2 separate regions of the Mus musculus genome follow, and region 2 is linked to region 1. Evidence: chromatin contacts called from public Hi-C data. All regions are on one chromosome and are shown on one strand. Each heading gives the region's core, a stretch centred on a gene start, on an enhancer-like site or on the middle of the called end of the contact. The rest is flanking DNA. Distances are from core to core; before and after follow the strand shown.

What was found. Hi-C and Micro-C count contacts between places; a contact is called where the count stands out from the background.
Region 2: a contact with region 1 is called in a Hi-C map of Th1 cells, with 3 times the contacts expected there. The contact joins two enhancer-like sites. A contact is called at or near these places in 2 of 39 promoter capture datasets (erythroid cells and liver) and 1 of 484 Hi-C or Micro-C datasets (Th1 cells).

Annotation. Positions count from the first base shown.
Region 1 is chr7:13,299,370-13,303,868 of GRCm38.p6, forward strand. Lig1 (ligase I, DNA, ATP-dependent) reads left to right here. Exons shown (of 29, transcript NM_010715.3): 17 at 893-978; 18 at 1,562-1,677; 19 at 2,015-2,110; 20 at 3,815-3,925; 21 at 4,431-4,499. Among named protein-coding and RNA genes, the nearest start is that of Lig1, 23 kb to the left of the region's middle. Within about 2 kb of position 3,007, at least 74 of the 459 cell types and tissues checked have an H3K27ac peak or open chromatin away from gene starts, as enhancers often do. A contact at or near this core is called in Th1 cells, where this site is marked.
Region 2 is chr7:12,907,628-12,912,861 of GRCm38.p6, forward strand. It overlaps Zscan22 (zinc finger and SCAN domain containing 22), which reads left to right. Exons shown (of 3, transcript NM_001290436.1): 3 at 1-1,456. Among named protein-coding and RNA genes, the nearest start is that of Rps5, 12 kb to the right of the region's middle. Within about 2 kb of position 2,959, at least 302 of the 459 cell types and tissues checked have an H3K27ac peak or open chromatin away from gene starts, as enhancers often do. A contact at or near this core is called in Th1 cells, where this site is marked.

The sequences.
Region 1 (4,499 bases), core at 1,757-4,256:
CACAGAGAGGATTAGGGCTTTATAGTGAGCCATATATAACTTTGGCCAGCAGCTGACCTAGGACCATTAACTGACCTGGTGACCATTCCTGAGGAAAGAGGGACAGTGAGCAGTTCCATAAATGTCCCCAACCCACTTGATCTGCGCCTGACTTCTCTGGGTGCTGGGCACATAGCAGTGATGAGTTTCTCACAGATCTCCCAATGGCTCAGCCTCTGAAGCATCCACCATCTGCCAAGCTCTGTCTAACCCACTCTGCCTGGTCCCAGGCTAGCTGAATAAGTCAGCAATAGCCTTGAGTGGGACACAGTCACTGGGACATGAGCAAGGGGTAATGGAGGATGCATGCTGAGGAAAACAATCAGCATGATGTGTGGTGACTAAGAGTAGGACACCTGGTGACATGAGTTGGGGACATGGTCATAGAGATAAGTAGAGCCCAGGCATGGGCTGAGGGATCTCTATTCTTGCACTTGTATGTAGACAGAGTTTTCAAGTTAGGAGTTTATAGAAAGAACCTTCATGGGCTGGATGTGGTGGTATACACTTGAAATCCCAGTATACCCTTGGTATCTCAAGTTCTCTACCAACTTGGAATATGTAGCAAGATCCTGTCTTATAAAATCAAGGAGTGGGGTTGTGGCTTAGCAGTTGACTGCTTTCCTAGAATCTACCAGTGAGTGGCTAAGAGTGTGCTTGCCTAGAATCCACACCCTGGAATTTGCCACTGCCTGCTTAGGTCTGTCCTATCTGGGTTATGGGTATGGTATAGTCCAGCAGCAGAATATTTTCTTCATATGCCCAAGGCCTGGGTTCTACCCCTTCTTCCAGCACCATGGAAGAAAACAAAAGACCTTGTCATCTTGCTGTCTTCTCTCCAACCCATCCCTAGTGAGGTTCCTGACCTGGATCGAATCATCCCTGTGCTGCTGGAACATGGCCTGGAACGTCTCCCAGAGCACTGCAAGCTGAGCCCAGGTATCACTCCATGGGCCCTCAAAGCTGGGGCAGCTATTTTCTATGTGTGAACAACTATACCCAGACAGTTTCTGAGTACTTCTTCCCTTTGCTGAGACCCTTGTCTTTTCCCCCTCAGCTCTCTCTTGTGAACTGAGCAGGGCATGGAGTGCAGCAGCAAAAAATGTCCAGAAGGCAGTGGCTTGGCCACAGAATTTGCTATGTGCATACATGTTCAGAGCAAGGCAGGCAGCTGTGGCAGCATGTGGCTGTGCTCCAGTGTTCATCTAGGGACCTGGGTTCCTTCTATCTCATCCTTCTATTTGCTTCCTTTCACTCTAAAGCCTATATGATCAGGGAAAGGGGGGGAGTAACATTGCTTGTAAAGGATATGACCATATTACTTGTTCTGTTATTTGTTACTTCTGTGCCTATTTATGACCTTTATTAGCTTCCAGGGAGGCTGGTATGAGGACCCAAGTTTCTCTTCTGAAATGTGGGTAGTCCTCTCCCTTATGTCAGCAGAAGTGAGTAGTAGTCCAAAGACACATTGGTAGCTTTTGCCTTTCCCCTGGCCCCCCTAACTTGCTTTCTTTCCTCCCAGGGGTCCCTCTTAAACCAATGCTGGCTCATCCCACTCGGGGTGTCAGTGAGGTCCTAAAACGCTTTGAGGAGGTCGACTTCACCTGTGAATATAAATACGATGGGCAGCGAGCACAGGTATGGGCAAGCACAGCCCTTCCTGTATGAGGAAGGTACTCACTGTAGGTTAAGTGGCACTCTCACTCGTGAGTGCGTGCACACACTCTCTCTCTCTCTCTCTCTCTCTCTCTCTCTCTCTCTCTCATTCATTTACTTTAAATATAAGTTTAAAAAAAAGTAGGAAAAAGAAAGATGGTGAATGCCAGACACAGGTTACAGGTATCAGGAAACTTGAGGTGATTTGCTCAGATCTATGTAGTAGCTCTTTGAGCTTCCCAACCTATGAATGAAGGTGAGATCTGAAGACAGTGTCACATAGGAAAGACTTGCTTGATTTCCTCTTCTGTGATGGTAGATACATGTTCTGGAAGGTGGAGAAGTGAAGATCTTCAGCAGGAACCAGGAAGACAACACAGGAAAGTATCCTGACATTATCAGCCGCATCCCCAAGGTGAGCATGTGCTTGCTGGGCTATAGTACGGCCCCTCTGGACCACCCTGATTCTGTGGGGGTGGGGTTCATTAGGAGTAGGAGGAGCCTGGAAAATATATATCTGCATATAACAAACTTGGTTTCAGTGTGGCCTGAGCAGATGTTGCTTATATCTTGGATCTGGAAGCAGGTGTAGGCTGTTCTGACTCCACTATCTTTGGTTGGTCAGTTTTTCATCACCATTTTTGTCTCCCCATAGCCACTACATTCCAGACAGAAGCAATGAGGGTTTTAGGCTTTTGTCCCACCCAGCCCACTCCCCCCACTGTGGATACAGTCTAACACAGGTTCCTATGAATGACTTTAGTAGAGTCCTGGATCGGGCTGTCCAGTGGTGAGGCTGAGAGAGGATCTCAAGGACACAGGCCTGTGAGCAGCTGGAGCTTTATAAGTAGCTCAGAGGCAGAGCAGGGCTGGGCCTTAGGCCAGGGGTTTCTTTGCACCTTGTAGATATTGGGAATTGAACCCAAATCCTCTTCAAGAATATCACTCTTAACCACTGAGCACATCTTAGTTTTGCTGTATTCCAGAAGTGGCCTTAAGCAGTATGTTGTCTTCTATGCCCATTCTTATTCAGCAAGTGTTGATTAGGCATCTGCTGTGTGCCATAGCTTGTAGTACCGTAGCCAGGGCTTGCTCCCTTCATTAGTGATGGGCAAAGTGGACTCTGAAGAATAGGTCCAATATCTGTGACTGAGTAGAACCATAACTGTGGCTGAGCTACTGCTAGGTGATTAGAACACTAATCTAGAGTCTTAAACAATGAGAAACTGGAGGTGTACTTGACTTGAGTGTACCAGTGAGGAGCTGAAGGCATGGCTCAGTGATAGAGACATTGCCTTGAAAACACCAGTGAGTAACTGGTAGCATGGCTCATGATAGAACATGACATGTTTGCCTGACATGTACTACCCAAGACCCTATGTTCAATCCCTACCCCTAGTGAAGAACAAGTAGATTTGAATTGAACTTTTGTTTGAATTGTCAAGAAAGCAGAGTTCCTAAACCACAAAGTTAGCTCTGTCTGAAAGACAGTTCCTGACGTTGTGCCTGGGAAAAGAAGGCTTTCCAGGGAAGGCAGACCACAGGAAAGGGAATGGGGAGGAAGACAAGCAATTCAGAGGCTCAATGCTTTTGAGATACCTGTCCCTTAGAGACACAGACCACCTGCTGATGTGCTCAAGGAAAGAGAGGCTTAGGGGACCAGGCAAGGAGAGAGGATCAGGGGCTGATGAAGAGTTTTCCACGACTCAGGGAAGTGGCATACCATTTTTATCAGCAAGTACAGCCATAATAATCAGGGTTTGTGACAACTACCCTGTCTACTGGCCAAGACTATTGTAGTTAAGGTCAGCGCAGGATGGTAGACTAGCAGCTGGGGTGGTTGAGGCAGGATGTGGTGAGGTGGAGACAGTTTGGTTTAGGCAGACCTCAGAGTGGGAGTACTGGGTTCACAGGAAGTTGAATGTGGTTAAGAGAAGAGGGAAGTTTCTCTGGCTGCTGCTGCTGTGTCTGGTCTGTGGTACCAAATGACAAGTCATCAGGAAAGCTAGTGTACCTTGGTGAGGACTCTTGTGTCTTGCTGATGTCAGCTGTGGTTTGTGAGAGCAATGGGAGGGTAAAGGAATTCATTGGCCTGTCTTTTGACCTCGTCCTTTTGTAGATTAAACACCCCTCAGTCACATCTTTCATTCTGGACACTGAGGCTGTGGCCTGGGACCGGGAAAAGAAGCAGATCCAACCATTCCAAGTACTCACCACGCGCAAGCGCAAGGTAGCATCAACCCATATACTTCTGGAGCAGTGCTACACTTTGTTTTTTTCCTCCCAGTCCTGACTTTGGGGTTCTACTTGGTTCTCTAAGGGGCAGAATGAATCTGGATGTAGATCTGCTAGCTTTGGCAAAGTGGCCACCATTGTCCAAACCATCACATTCTTATCCCAGCATCCCAGTTAGGAAAGATAGAAGGGTCCTTTTCCTGTATATGTCATTTCACTATGAAAGCCTTATTGGGGAAGTCACATATCTTGTACCTCAGCTGGCTAGAATTGTGACATTTTATCATCATTAGCTACAAGGGAGGCTGATGAAGTCAGGATTTCCCAAGAGTCATCCTCATTTTGGGCTAATGCCTGCAGCATTGCTTCCTCCTAGGCAGTGTGACCTTAGCTAGGGGTAGGTGTGGAATGGTAGGGATCAGCCTGAGACATAGTGAGATAGGACACAGAATGCCACCTTCCCTCCCCTCATGCCTGGTCTTTTATTCTGTTTCAATTAGGAGGTTGATGCATCGGAGATACAGGTGCAAGTGTGTCTGTATGCTTTTGACCTCATCTACCTCAACGGA
Region 2 (5,234 bases), core at 1,709-4,208, 390 kb before region 1:
CCCCAAGCTTCAGGTTCTCACATAGTTACTGTTCTTGCCGGTTCCTTGCTGGTCAGCCTAGAATGGCCCACTCTGTGCCTTCGTACCTGCTTCCCCACAATATTACTTTATGCCTAACTCCAAGACAGACTTGGGAGGCTGCCTCTCCATGCTATCCCTCTCATGTTCTCCCTGCTTTAATCCACAGTGTCTGTCTTCTCCTCCCACGTCTTCCTTCCACATCTCAGGCTCCAGCCCTGTGGATTCACCGCAGGCTCATCTCTAATCTAGCCCCTCCTGCAGTATCACCTCCTGTGAGCTCACCTTGGGCCTCCCACTGGATTTTTATCAGGGCTCTCCTTTCTCACCTCTTCCTGCCTTCATTCCATCCCCACCCACTTTCTTCCTGGCGCATCTCTTTCTGCTACCCAGATCACAGTGAATCATTCCATGACACAATATGTTGTCAGTGAGTCACCTCTTCAACAAACAAGCATGTCAGGATATATGTCATTTTGGTCCAAGCAATTACTCTAGGTATCCTGAAATGTTGTCAAAGGAATGTTGTCATCTGTCTTTGAGCACAGTGTGTGAAAGTGATTTCAAAGTACTGGTCTGCCTGTTGGGCAAACTACACTCCTTGTCTGTTGTCTTATGTTTGCTCCAGACCTGGCTTCCTCTTGCCTCTTCCACTCCTTGTAGCCTTCACCTTCCACATGTCAGCCATACATCCCCCACCTGTGTGCCTTCTTTCCTCTATGATGTCTCAGATGTCCTTGAAAAGCTTCCCTAAACACTTTGACCTGGCCTTATTTTGCCTGACACACTCTTGCTTCTGGGGTACCCCATTATTAACTATCTTAAACCTCTTTACCATGTCATTGTGCTTACACTTCTTAAACAATGCATAGGCCAATGCTCCCAAAGTATCTTATGCTGTGGACACAGTGCACAGCTAACCCTTCCCAATATCTCTAGGGTGAGTGTGACCAATACCTCCCTTAGGTAGTCACTGTCCTCCACCCCACGTTTCCTTCATAGAGACATTTATGGAAGAGCCCCTGTGCCCATGTAAGTCCAGCTTCAGTGGTCAAAACAAAACATTGCTATACTGAGCCTTCCTTGCCTCAGGGCCTGTAGCCCTGGGTACCACGGATTTAGAGGATGCCAGCACTCTGCCAGTCCTAAACTCAACCTGTTAACTTTGCTTTCCTTTCCCTCAGAAAGACAATCCCCTGGCTCCTGGGCCTCCTGACTTCACAAGGTTTTCTTTTCAGTCATGAATATACGTGAGCTACTATATTTACATCCATTAGCTTAATACATTTTGTTTTCCTGAGCCTTCCATGTCTCCTCTTGTGGCTTCACCTCATTGACTACACAAACAGACCCCACTCCCACCCCCAGGATAACTGCAGATTGGAATATTTCAATAAAAAGTAATAAAATCCTACCACATGGGCAGGGACTGCATACCAATTGGGCTTCTCCAACATCTGCATTTCCTTCTGTGTTGCCAGTGGAGGGAGTCCTCCAAGCAAAGGTTCACATTGCAGGCAGGCCAAACATAGGGCTGTTCCAGAGGTGCCAGATGAAGAGTATTTAGATAGGACTAAGAACCTTCCCCAGTTTGTAGGGCTGCAGATTCCTGTATCTGTGGTGCAGCTGTGCCATGAGGCAGTTTGGAAACAATGTGTAAACACAAAGTTCAGACTCACGGATCTCCTTTTCACAGAAGGTCAAGCCAGACTCACTGGCACCTACTGGGCTCTGATCTCTATAACAGCTATGAAGCCTTTAGTTCCAAGGCTGTCAGACCCAGCACCAAGAGCTGTAACACAGGCTACATTGGAGGACTGAGAAATCTCAATACCTAAGATTGCCTGTTCCATACAATGCCACCTGCCCCTGTGGGCTGAGGAATCCATACATTTAGACCTACAGGAGCTCTAGCAGTAAGGTGAAGACCCAACTTTTCACAAAGGGTGATAACACTAGGGGGCGCTGGTCTGTAGCTGTTTTTACACAGGGCTTGAAAATTAGCTGCAGGCAAGCACGGAAGGAAACCTGCTATCAAGCCCTTGAGTCTATCTGTAGAGCAGAAGCACCACAATAGGTTGGTGGTTTACACAAAATTGCCTAGTCCAAGGCTACCCCACCTGTCTGGTCACGGGCCATCTTCACCCCTACTGACTGTTCCCAAGCTTCAGCCTAGGCTGGCTATGGGGGCTATGTAGGACAGGATACGGCTGTCCTTTTTGTGCAGGCGCGAGTCCCTTCTGCACATGTGTGTGTGTCTTCATTGTCTCTCAATGGACACTTGGAGCTACAGTGTCAGACGCTACCCTTATGGGAAAAGCAGCCAAGAAACATTTAAGAAAGAAATGACCTGAAGGACATGTTCCTGAGACTAGCTCTAGAACTTTCAGGGAGGGAGGCAATAGGTTCCTCCAGCCTCTTTGAGGTGAGGACATTGAAGCAGACAGAAAATGCCTTAAGCCGACTGGAAAGGGAAACAGCAAGTTACAAAGGCCTGGAAAGTGGGTAATGTCCCGGCGTACGCCAAGAAGTGTGCTCGGCTCTAAGAGCCTTAGACTACCATGACTGGTAATAGGTTGGGCTCCCTTCATGAGTTTCAGTCTCCCAGCCACTATAGGATCCAGGAAGGCGTCAGATCTGCACGGAACTAGATAGGCAAAGAGAAAACGCTGCAGAACTGTAGGGAAAGGCAGGAACCGGAAGTGTGCTGTTTCTTATCTCTTCCCTAATCTTACGGTCCGGGAAGGAATGGCAGCACCATTAAGGGCCTGAAGGACTCCGTCTTGGAGACCAGAGCTGCAGGACTAGGCAGAATGTCTCGTTCTCATCGGTGGCTTCCAGCTCGAAACCAGAAGCGGACACATCCTTTTCCCCTCCGTCTCTTAAGTGTTGGGACGGGACCAAAAGCGGGGTAGGGGCACAGCGCAAGGCCTCGTGGGAAACGTAGTACTATTACATCCCTCCTGTGTTATGGCAACAGAGTTAGACGCACCTCCCACCCCCACTCCCCAGTGGGCTATTAACCTTCCTTAGTAAGGAGATAGTAACCGCAGAAACGGTCTACCACTCTCCCACCAAGCTCAAGTTAACGTTGAAAGACTTTTTTTTTCTTTTTTAAGATTTATTTATTTTGCCAGGCAGTGGTGGCACATTCCTTTAATCCCAGCACTTGAGCACTTGGGAGGCAGAGGCAGGTGGATTTCTGATTTCGAGGCCAGCCTGGTCTACAGAGTGAGTTCCAGGACAGCCAGGGCTACACAGAGAAACCCTGTCTCGAAAAACTCAAAAAAAAAAAAAAAATTATTTATTTTATGTGTGTGAGTACATTGCACTGTCTTCAGACACACCAGAAGAGGGCATCAGATCCCACTACAGATGGTTGTGAGCCACTTTGTGGTTGCTGAGAATTGAAAGCAGTCAGTGCTCTTAATCACTGAGCCATCACTCCAGCCCATGTTGAAAGACTATTGAAAAGCCCTAAAATGTCCCAGTGAGTGTGCCACCCTCCAGGCTAGTGAAATCCTGGCTCTAGAAGTGGAATTGACCACTGAGTATCAAAGTTCACTCGGTAACTATATGTGCATCCTGCATGAAGAAGAACCAACCCTCGCCCCGTGGTGTGAAACCTATTCTCCTGGTCTTGGATAGAATGACCTGGTCAAGCCAACTGCCTTTTGTTGGTTTTCATAACATCCTCCATCTATCCTATAATTTTTACCTTCATCTGATTTTGTTGTTTTGAAACAAGATCTCATATAGCCCAGACTGGCTAAGAATATTGAGAGCTGGGCCTAAAGAGATGGCTCAGTGGTTAAAAGCACTGGCTGCTTTTCCAGAGGGCATGGGTATGTTTTCCAACACCTTCATGGTGGATCACAACCATTCATAACTCCAGTTACAGGAATCCATTATCAACTTATGATACCTCTATGAGCATCAAGCAGGCATATGGTATCCATACATTCAAGAAAAATACACACCAACTTAAAATAAAATAAAATAAGGGCTGGTGAGATGGCTTAATGGCTAAGAGCACTGGCTGCTCTTCCAGAAGTCATGAGTTCAATTCCCAGCAACCACATGGTGGCTCACAACCATCTATAGGGGGATCTGATGCCTCTTCAGGCAGGCTGAGGTATATGCAACAGAGCACTCATGCATTAAATAAATAACTTTTCTAAAATAAAAATAAAAATCACACACACACAAAAAGCATTTTGAAAGCTATAAGATGCTGGGCGTGGTGGTGCACGCCTTTAATCCCAGCACTTGGGAGGCAGAGGCAGTCGGATTTCTGAGTTCGAGGCCAGCCTGGTCTACAAAGTGAGTTCCAGGACAGCCAGGACAGCCAGGGCTACACCGAGAAACACTGTCTCGAAAAACCAAAAAAAAAAAAAAAAGCTATAAGACAAGGAGAAGCTGAAGTCAGTAGGCCAGGTGGTTAGAAGACACCACCTTGCATCTGTATTCGTTTCCCTAGTAACACACACTGTCTTCATCTTAGTAAAGACTCATTTTGGAATTCTGACTTCTGTGTGTTGTTTTTATCTGTTATACTTTGTCACTCTGGCAAACAGGAAACTGCTCATGGAGCATTTGGGGAAGAGCTTTGTCTCCTCTCCTCTCCTACCTCCCCACCCCCCTGCTGGGTTTCTAAAACAGAGTAACCCTCTTTATCTTATGCTACCCTCAAACTCATCATCCTCCTGCCACAGCTTCCTAAGCCCTGTGACTACGTATGCATCCATGGCCGACTCCAATCATTCATTTATGGGTTCGTTGTTCTATTTTATATTTTATATTTATTTAGTGGAAGGTAGCGGCACACACACGATAGGCCCTAGAACCCTAGAGCACCTGTGGAGGTAGGAGAAACTTGTGGGAGTTGATCCTCTCCTACCACCATGTAAGTTCACACTATCAAATTCAGGCCATCATACTAAGTATTTACCTGCTAAGCCAATTTGCCAATAATCCTTTGAGCAAGGAAAGCCACACACCCAGTTGTCCTGGTATTTATGTTTGTGATTCCAGTATTTAATGCTGGTCTTACTTTTTTTTTTTTTTTTTTTTGGTTTTTCAAGACAAGGTTTCTCTGTATAGCCCTGGCTGTCCTGGAACTCATGTTGTAGACCAGGCTGGCCTCGAACTCAGAAATCCACCTGCCTCTGCCTCCCGAGTGGTGGGATTAAAGGCGTGCACCACCACGCCCGGCT